Regions from separate parts of the Sus scrofa genome. Here region 2 is linked to region 1. A link is a contact called in public HiChIP or PLAC-seq data. All regions are on one chromosome and are shown on one strand. Each heading gives the region's core, a stretch centred on a gene start, on an enhancer-like site or on the middle of the called end of the contact. The rest is flanking DNA. Distances are from core to core; before and after follow the strand shown.

What was found. HiChIP or PLAC-seq counts read pairs in DNA pulled down with a chosen protein or histone mark.
Region 2: a contact with region 1 is called in an H3K27ac HiChIP or PLAC-seq map of alveolar macrophages. The contact joins two enhancer-like sites.

The regions. Positions count from the first base shown.
Region 1 is chr8:27,911,618-27,916,803 of Sscrofa11.1, forward strand. It overlaps ARAP2 (arf-GAP with Rho-GAP domain, ANK repeat and PH domain-containing protein 2), which reads right to left. Exons shown (of 33, transcript XM_003128906.4): 7 at 1,885-1,954. Among named protein-coding and RNA genes, the nearest start is that of ARAP2, 46 kb to the right of the region's middle. Within about 2 kb of position 3,249, at least 9 of the 83 cell types and tissues checked have an H3K27ac peak or open chromatin away from gene starts, as enhancers often do. A contact at or near this core is called in alveolar macrophages, where this site is marked.
Region 2 is chr8:28,957,661-28,962,846 of Sscrofa11.1, forward strand. All of the region lies in intron 3 of NWD2 (NACHT and WD repeat domain-containing protein 2), which reads left to right. Among named protein-coding and RNA genes, the nearest start is that of C8H4orf19, 53 kb to the right of the region's middle. Within about 2 kb of position 2,086, at least 5 of the 83 cell types and tissues checked have an H3K27ac peak or open chromatin away from gene starts, as enhancers often do. A contact at or near this core is called in alveolar macrophages, where this site is marked.

The DNA of each region.
Region 1 (5,186 bases), core at 1,999-4,498:
CTTTTTAGGAAACACTCATCCTAGTATTTGGGGGGTTTTGCCAACATGAAACCAATCATCTGAATAATAAAGGAATGAAATTCCATGGGAAACAACAATTTTTTTTTAAATTTTCATGTCAAGCTAAAGAATTTGTAACAATTCATTTTAACATAAACTTTTAATCTCAATTTCAAACCAAGGCTGCATCACTTTTACTGCATCAATGTGGATAACCACTCATCTCCCCAATACAGTTGAGATGACCTTTTCAAGGACAGACTGCGTCCCCTTGGTCAGAGATACTAGAAATTCTCTCTCCCGAATGAGGATAAGGATTCCAACACCAACAGAGCCTGACAGCACGGAAGCCTGTCTCACTCCTGAATAGTTTTCTTCTTCATTTCAGTGAAACCAGAAAAGGGTAAAGGTGCTAAAGAAAACCAGGGGTCAGACTGCATCAGACAGAGACTACTTTGCACCCATCATAGGCACATAAACTGTCTCAACATTCAAATAAACAAGCAAACCAAAAACAACACCAAAAGTAGAAAACAAGCTTTTAAAAGTGTTCATCTCATCTTGCAAACGTCAAAGGGGTGTGTTTAAACCTACTTGACACTTTACCAGGATCATTGTAAAGTGAATCCAATGAACACTTCTCTAAACTTTCTAGTATTCTCGGGATTGTAGCACACAGTGTATATGACTTTCTGTCTAAAAGCATATGCTCTTCTTCCTTGTGGTACCTAAGAATCAACACATGAAAAGGAGTCTATATCTCTATTCAAGCCACAAATAACACCAATATTACGCAGCGAAAATCTCTAAATAATGAGAAGATAAGGTTAGACTATACACTAGACATAAGAGAATGTGGTTAAGTGTTAAATCAATATATTAAAAGAACATATATAGTTAAGATTGTAAAATTATATGATTTTAACAAAAAATGGAGTATATACATTAGTTCCAATTTTTTACGTAAGGAAATTTTCAAACACATAGAAGTCGAAAGATCAGTACAACAAAACACTCATATCCTCTATCTCAATTTGACAATTGTTAACACTGTCATTTTTTGTTTTATCTAACTATGCATGTGTGCAAAGATACATATATGTGTATATGTAAATATAAAAATATATAGGTAGGAAACATTTGAAAGACATTTGTGGATATAATGACACTTCACTCCTAAGTATTTCAGCCTACATCTCTTAAGTATAAAGGCATTCACACACCTAATGAGAAGGACATGAGCAAAAGAGTATCATGTTATTAAGACCCCACTAATAACCTAAAGAGGAATTTTAACCATCTGTACATCAAGATGTTCAGTGAGCTCTAACACCAAACACATTCTTCTCAACGTCATCTCCCACTAATGCCCTTCACCCACACCATTTTGCAATGAGAGAATCTGGGCATCTCGTTCTCTCTGCTGTCAAATCCTGTTCTTTCTAGTTTCTCTATGTACAAACATTCTTCTTTCTTCAAAATCCATGGCAATTAGAAATCTCATGCAAGATGCATTCCTTGGTTCTTCCGCACCTCTTCTGGAGGACAAAATAACCTCTCCTTGCTTTAACATGTCCTGCTTAACAGTTTCAGTGCTGTCTAGGATAAAGACAATTCCTTATGTAGCTATCACTTACAGCAATTCCTACAGTTTGTAGGATATATTCCAAAAATTATTGTCAGGAACATAAGCTTTTAAAATTCCCAATTTTATGTGGCAGGGAAAAGGTAGACTATGAAAAGAGTTAAATGTCGTATCTTATGCAAATTCTTTTCATGTTGATACTTCAACTCCTAGTCTTAAAGACCAAATCACATACTTAGTTTATGGAAGTACACTGAGCATGCATAGGGCAATTTTGGAAAACTGTAAAACATCCTTACCTTATCATTATTGTAGTAAGAAATGCTAACACCGTCAAATTTCACCCATCTCTTCTGAAACATGCGTTTTCTGTAAAATATATGAAATTGTCATTTTACATTTAAGAACCATGACCTTGGGTTTTAAATACATTTGTGATATAACCATATTGAGTACATTACCATTTGCTGTTAAACAGCAAAGAAAACAATAGGCCATGATAATGTCCAATTTTGGCAATGGTATGAAGGGAAGAAAATAAGCACAATGACTCTTTCTAATCAGTTTACCCAGGTATGTTAAAAAAAAAAAAAAAGTTCCCGTCGTGGCTCAGTGGTTAATGAATCCGACTAGGAAACAAGAGGTTGTGGGTTCGATCCCTGGCCTCGCTCAGTGGGTTAAGGATCTGGCGTTGCCGTCAGCTGTGGTGTAGGTCGCAGACATGGCTCGGATCCCGCGATGCTGTGGCTCTGGTGTTGCTGTGGCTCTGGCGTACGCTGGCAGCTACAGTTCCGATTAGACCCCTAGTCTGGGAACCTTCATATGCCATGGGTGTAGCCCTAAAAAAGACCAAAAAAAAAAAAAAATGATACTGCTAACAGTATCATCATCCACATGTGTAAGATTGAGTGGAATACAAATGTGGCCAGAAAACACTATCATTGCACCCACAGCCCTTAATGGAGATAATTCCTTAGTGAAGGTAATATAAACTCTTAACCTTCATTAATCTTATAACATTTTATCTTATTATTTAAATTTTTGCTTTGGAGTATGAATAATATTTTGCTGAAATAATAAAGATTTGTCAACTGGATTTACATAGATATATTATTTAATTCTGATCAAAAAAGCTGAAAAAGCCCTGTCTAAATATAGAGAATCATTTGCAATCATCCAAAATTCACTGAAACATTAACATTTTGCAAAAAAAATGATTATATGCAAGGCAAATGAAGTTTAAAATGGTTACTGACATGAGAAAAAAACAAAATAATGTCATCATATGTGCCCTATGTAGGCATAAAGGAGAAAAACCACCTTTCTGACTATACAAAGGGAAAGTGAAGACCCATTTCTATTAGGCTTGTTTTGTGTTGCTTTGTTTAGGTCCCCTTCCCTGAAGTCAGGCAATCCTGAAGGTCTTGAATATCTTATTCTCTACATGACTCTCAGTGTGAACTGATACAATCTAGATACTTTTAGCCTTTAACACAGATAATATATGAAAACTAACTTTCTGTTTCAAAAAACAGTCATTTCTAAACAAACGGGTAAGTAATCATGTCTACCTTTTCCTTCTGCAGTTTTCTAACATGTTTAAGATAAGGAAATGGTTTAACTTTTTGAGGTTTGCAAAAGCTTTAAAGATAGAAAAAGCACTTCAGGAAGTGTGGAGAACTTGTCTCACCGGCCGTTTCCTGAGCCTCACGCCCCTATTACTCTAGTGAAATACGCAAGCCGCCCACACTGATCATTAGCCAGTTTATTCTACTTAAAATGAAATTAGAGCAAAGCTGATCAAAGTTTCAAAATTCATTAGTGTGGACACCATTTTCACATATAAGCACTGAATTTTTTTCATGAAGTAATAAGAACATGTCCACAGGGAGTCTGGGTTTAAAAGATGCAAACTATTGCATTTAGTGTGGATAAGCAATGAGATCCTGCTGTATGGCACAGGGAACTTTAGTCACTTGTGATGGAACATGATGGAGGATAATGTGTGTGTGTGTGTGTGTGTGTGTGAGAGAGAGTGACTGGGTCACTTTGCTGTACTGTAGAAACTGACAGAACACTATAAACCAACTATAATGGAAAAAATAAAAATCATTAATTAAAAAAAAAAAAACATGTGAAGACCTTGAAACTATGTAACCACAATTAACTCCCCAGCCCTCCTTCCATCTTATCCCCGCAGCCTTCTGCTTCTTTTATTACCTTCTTCTGGTCTGTAATGTGTTTTCTTAACCTTGTTGGTTTTTACTTTCTTCACCAACCCAAACTGAAGGGCTCTTCAAGTTGCCAGCATTAAAAGTTACAAGGTAAAGAAATACTAAGCACATGCACAATAATTCTACATTCAACAAAATCACTTAGAGCTCATTTCATGTAGATCTCTGTCGCACTTAAAAGCAGGCAAATAGCCTTCTTCCCACACAATCTCAACAGTAACTCTATGAATTGAGATTGCATTTAGGGCCCCCACCGACCTTGCATGGTGAACAGTGGTAAGCTAGAGCCCAGAAATACATATAATCTTCCATGTTAGAATAAAAATACTCAACATCTATAAGAGATAAAGGCCTTAGGACTGCCTATTACTCATCTGTTTCCTTTGCTAACTATACCTTATCTTAGAGTTCTACCTAAACCCATACTGACATTTCTTCCCAGATGAGCCAATCCAAAGCAAATCACAAAGTTATTCTCTCTCAAAGCACCCTCTTCTTTTCCTCATAGCACTTAACACAATCCCTAATTACACATATCTGTTTAGTTGCTTAGTGTCTGTCTCCCACATCAGCCCTCATGCTTTACAAGGACAAAGTTCAAGGATGTTTTATCCTCTATTATATGATCAGCAACAACTAACACAGATCAAATATGGCACTTTCTAGAAAAGAATCTGTTCAATGAGAGAGGGGATTAAGCACATGTCCCCTTAGCATTAAGAGCAAGATGACAGACAAATAAAACCTCAAATAACCAGCACTCAAATAATGAGCATCTTGTAAAAGAAAAGATGGGCAGAAGACAGGAAAACTTCTAAAAACTCAAGAGTTAAATTCAAAGTTTCAGTTCCCATTGTGATTTAGTGGGTTAAGAACCGGACATGGTCTCTGTGAGGATGCAGGTTCGATTCTTGGCCTTGCTCGGCAGGTTAAGGATCTGGCATTGCTGCAAGCTGTGGCACAGGTAGCATTTGCAGCTTGGATCCCGCGTTATGGGCAGGCTGTGGGTAGGCTGGTAGCTGTAGCTCCAACTCGACCCGCAGCCTGGGAACTTCCATATGCCACAGGTGTGACCATGAAGAAAAAAAATCCAAAGTTTAAAATCCCAAATGATGGAGTGAAAAAAAGTTTAGAATATACTGCAACATGTCTTTTGTTTAGTTGAGGCCACTTGGATTCAAAAAGCTTTCTTAGAATTCCATCACCATCTGGATAGACAGTTTGAGATCCGAGGCATCATCCAGGAATTTAACATTCGTGTCACAGAAAAATGCCATCTTCTCCACTTGGAATGCGCCCTGCCTGCTCTTGATGTGGCTGGCTCCCACATCAAGCTTTTGAGGTTTTAATCAAAACCTCAACTACAT
Region 2 (5,186 bases), core at 836-3,335, 1.0 Mb after region 1:
TTTTATGTGATAGCTAATTTTATGTGTCAACTTGACTAGATTACAGTACCCAGACATTTGGCCAAACACCAATCAAAATGTCACCATGAGGGTATTTTTAGATGAGATTAACTTTTAAATCAGCAGGCTGAGTCAAGCAGATTACCCTCATCATGGGGTGGGCTTCAACCAGCTGAAGGCTTTCAAAGAAAACCTAGCCCTCCAAGGGAGGAGGAGTTCTGCCTGCAAACGCCTTCAGACTCAAACTGTAATGGCAACGCTTTCCTGGGTCTCCAGCCTACTAGCCTACCCTGCAAATTCCAACTTGCCAGCCCCCACAATCATGTAAGTCAATTCCTAAAAATAGAGGCAGACACACACACCCTGTTGTTCTCGAAGTTTCTTTGGAGAACCCCAACTAAGACAGGCCTATTTAACATTTTACATTAGTTCTACGAAGACTCTTAACTTGTTTTGCTCACTCTGGACACCATGATCTCATCTCCAGTTGTCCATGGGGTCTAGCCTCTCTAAACATCTGTTCACCAGGGCTTAGAACAGTTCTTCGATTCAGAACTTTACAAAGAAATCATTACTGAGAAATGCATACATATGATGAAATGAGAACAGTTTATAATTGGCTGGCATACAAGTTTTATACAGTCATATACACTATCCATCTGACTGAGACATTTGTTTTCAAATTGTTTTCCCAAATATATGAATTATAATCTGTCCTGCTCAGAGTTCCCATTGTGGCTCAGCAGAAATGAACCCAACTGGTATCCATGAGGATGTGGGTTCGATCCCTGGCCCCGCTCAGTGCATTAGGGATCTGGCGTTGCCAGGAACTGTGGCGTACGTGGCAGATGTGGCTTGGATCCAGCATTGCTGTGGTGTAGGCCAGCTGCTGCAGCTCTGATCTGACCACTAGCCTAGGAACTTCATCTGCCGCAGATGTGGCCCTAAAAAAAAAAAAAAAAAAAAAAAAAAAAAAACTATCCCGCTCAACTCCAGATTTCCTGTGTCACCCACGCTCTGTCTACTGTGACCATATTGTTTTTGCCATCAAGTAGCCCAGGCTGGAGTGAGAGCCATTTCAGAACCTTTATTTCTAATTCATTAACATTCTCAGGTTCACGTCACACTTGCTTAAAGTTCACTTAAGTACAGAGTATTTTCATTAGATGCATTCAAGGTAATTGTATTTCTCCGGTGCCCTTTGCCAAATGCTTGCCCCTAGCAACCTGTTTCCTTGGGAACAGAGCCTCCCTCTCTCTGCGGTGTTGCATCTTTCTGCTGCTCTCTGTCTGCTGCCCCTGGGTTCTACATTGGCTACTTCCTGGCCATAAAAGTTTCTCATCATGAAAGCTCATTTGGTGAAAGTGTATCTTTCAAATTCCATCCAGATTAACACCAGAGCAGCCATTGCTGGCCAGAAATGTGAACCTGTGATAGAAATGGTACCATTTAACTTCACGACTGAGTGGGTCTCACCACCCCCTTCCCACTGTTTCTAATTGACATAGCCAACATTTACTCTGTATTTCCTGTGGTCCAGGCACTGTTCAGAGCACTTTATTCAAAGCACTAATGAGCCCTCCTAAAAATCTTTGGAACTTGCTAGTGTATTAAGGCCATTTTACAGAGGAAAGACCAGAGGCTCATGAGATGAATAGATCTAGGATCCCATAGCCTATAGGGCAGGAACAGGCTTCAAAGCCCATCTTTACTACATGCTATGCCTCCCAAAGGAAGAATATCCTTCCTGCCTGAGGGTCAACCTTATCTTTATAAACAGAGCCTTTTATAGGTTTTACAGGGATTTATTTGTGGCTAAATAGGATTATATTTTTTAATTCATTCTATGTAACAATGTCTACACCAAAAGAGACTTTGACAAGAATTTATATTACAAGAAGGAGTGTTTTAAATTAAACCAAAAAAAGTTACTGGCTAAGAAATAAGGGGTTGAGGAGAGACAACTGCATCAGAAAAGCATTTCAAAGGGAACTGCCTGACTCGAACAGAAGACTTAGCTCTGGGGTTCCTGGCTGCCATGACCAAAAGAGGAACATAGTAAATTTCACATCTTTCATCATGTGATAAAGAGGAAATCAAGACAAGTCATGGAGAAAATTGTACAGCCCTGAATTGTGAAAGGAATCCATCCCGTGTCTATCTTCTTTAATGACAGCTTGTGTCTTCAACTGCATTTAAGACAAGGCAGATGGCCACAGAGGAAGGTCAATACGACATTTGTGCCTTTGTAATTTTCCCACCCATCTCCCTCAAGAAAAGTTGAGATAAGAGTTTTTTTTCACAAGACGACCCATCACATCTTTCATTAAATGGAACTTGCTTGTTTTAGCCTCTCTGGCTGTCCTCTGGCTCTGGGAATGAACACAGCAGGAAAAGACCTGAATTCAGCCCACATGAATCCTTATGCCAGATTCTTGTTCACTGATTTTTTTTTTTTTAATTCAAAAGTCTTCATTAACAAAAATGCTTTTAAATCTTTTTTTTTTTTTCCTTCTTCTTCTTTCAAATGTACTTATTTTATGAGCTCTAAGTCTTAAAGTTAATACTTCTGACCTAACATGATGAAAGATTTCTGTTTTGGATCACTCATTTGAAGAGTCCATCATTTAACTTTGGTGGCTAATTAGTTCCCTTATTTATCTTTACAATTGATAAGAGCAACTTACGGCAAGACAAATCCTTGCCCGTTAAGATCAATTCTTAATTCTTCAGAATTTCTCCAGTTCTGCCTAATGCTGACAGGAAGTGAATTTCTGACCCAGTCCTTCATGTTGGTAAGGTAGATAGCTTCTTCATCCTCTATCTCCAGAATAAATTCAGTCCCTTTTATCATTTCAGTAAAGTCTAGTTTCCATGCTTCCCCCCACCCCCAGGATTGTAACTTTACTTCTCCTTCAAGTGTGGTCTCCTACCAGCAGCAACTGGGAGCTGCTTTGAAATACAAATTGGCCTCATTCCAGACCTAGAGAAGCAGAAACTCCAGGGTGAGGCTCAGCATTATTGTTTGAACAAATAGATTCGGATGCATGCTTCAATTCAGCACCACTGCACCAGACTTTCCTTTCTCAAGCTTTTTTCTGCCTCCCATGTTTTCTTTTTTAATCGCCTTAGTGTATAGTTGACTTACACGTTGTGTTAAGTTTCAGGTGAACAGTTAACGTAATCAGTTATTCATATACACGTCTATTTTTCAGATTTTTTTTCCCGTATAGGTTATTACAGAGTAGTGAATGATTTCGCTGTTCTCCTGTGTTTTCTAAATCAGTAAGGAGCAGGAAACTGGAGCTAAGCCACATTGTAGACTGCAGCCCCATCTCAAAACTTGGGAGCTTCGACAACCTTGAAAGTCAATTCTATCTAAGCAGATCCATACTGGTAAACTGCTTCTTTGAAAATCCCTTCTCATTAATTTGGTTTTCCCTGGTTTTCCCTCCACTCTAAGATTCCTGGTGTTAGTCTCCAAATGTTCTGATCTGCCCTATATACCTTGAGTAATGAAGAAGTAATGAGCTAACAGCTCAGTTTCCCCTGGCAATCCTTTCAGTGGAAAAATAAAGAGAAACGACCTTCCCAAATTGTGTTTGGGGCCATCAGGCTTGCTGTTCAGCACATACTTTTCCATTTGCCTCTGGCCATTAACCAAACTGCAGTGGAAAGGAGTTACTCAGCCTTAGTCAGAAAATTGGAGTGATGGCTTGTATTTCCCTCTCATGAGACAGAACTCGTCATCATCAATGCACTTAGAAGGGCCATTTTCAAAATAAAAATAGTCCAGAGCCCTGCCAAGGTTTAGAAAGCTGACTAAAAATTGAGACTTCATTTCAACTTGGTGACTAACTGCCTTGTGTGCCACTTTTGACAAGTGGCTGACAAATGGGCATTTTATGGAAGCCGTGATGGACTATTTTGCTTTAATGTGACTAAAGTGCATTATAAACAAAATGCAAACTGCATAGGTTTTAATCTCAGAGAATTTGCGTTTCCTAAAATGAGGCTTGGAAAAGCCAGATAACCTTTCCCTAAAGAACAATGTTTACATATATTTTTTGCTCTGGTTCCTACAGTTACGCTTACAGGTGAACTTAAAGAGGATTAAGTTTGCAAGAAGAAACATTAGAGATTCAGTCATCTGTGCTAGCAGCACGTGATGTTGTGTAGTTATTTTGCACAAGGCACCGATATTTTCCAAGCAGAGCAAATGAAAATGACACTCATTTTTAAAGATAGATATAGGTAAGTGTCAATAAATCACTCGTTAAATTAGGACATCTTCTGGAAGAACCAAAATAATGTATATTTTGTGTAATAGCTCTTTTTCACTTAGTCAATCACAAAACCTATCTGCTCTCTGTCAATTGAAAAAAAATACATAACCTAGAAGTTGAGAATTATGTCTTATTCAGTAGACAAATCTGAAGACTTAAGCTGGGACGCAGCCTCTCAGATAGCTCTGAGACTCTGCTCTGAAGAGGTAAGGGAGAAGCCAGAATAGAGAGGCGTTTTTGCAACAAAGACCAGGTAGTCAGAACATCAAAAGACTACTGTTAAAGAAAACCATTATCTTAAGGAATTTAGTGTTTTTCTACGTATGGGAAGATGCAAGAGTCTGGGCTCATTGAACTGATTCCTTTGATAGGCACCTCAGCTATCTGGTGCCAGCATCCTATTCTTTCTCATCCTGAGTCTCCTTGGGGTCCATATGAGGAGGCTAGGAGCCTGGAGGGGCTGACTGCTAGAAGGCAGGCATCCTGGGTTCACTCTGTCTGGGCAGCTGGGATGTGATGATTTGATGTCTGCAACATCCTTTGTTTACTGGTACGGCAGGCAATGTTTTTTTCACTCACATCTCCTCCTTGGCAAGAGATCTCTTTTCCCCCTTTACTGAGGGACAGAGACCATCCCCTATAAGCCCCCAACCACCCCTGCTCATCTCCACCTCACAGCATCTCCTCAGCTCCTTCTGGCCCAGTGTGCCGAGTATCTCAGCAAGAAAAGCTGCTCTGCAAAGACGCCAACTTGGGTTCAGCGGCCTCAGGATCTTCTGTCACTTATCTGTCATATCTTCGACCCCTGTCTACCAGTATTTCTGCGTGATTTACAAATGCAGAGTCTCTTCCCTCTGTTTGGACACCAGGCAGGTCCAGACCCTCATTTTCTCTTACCTG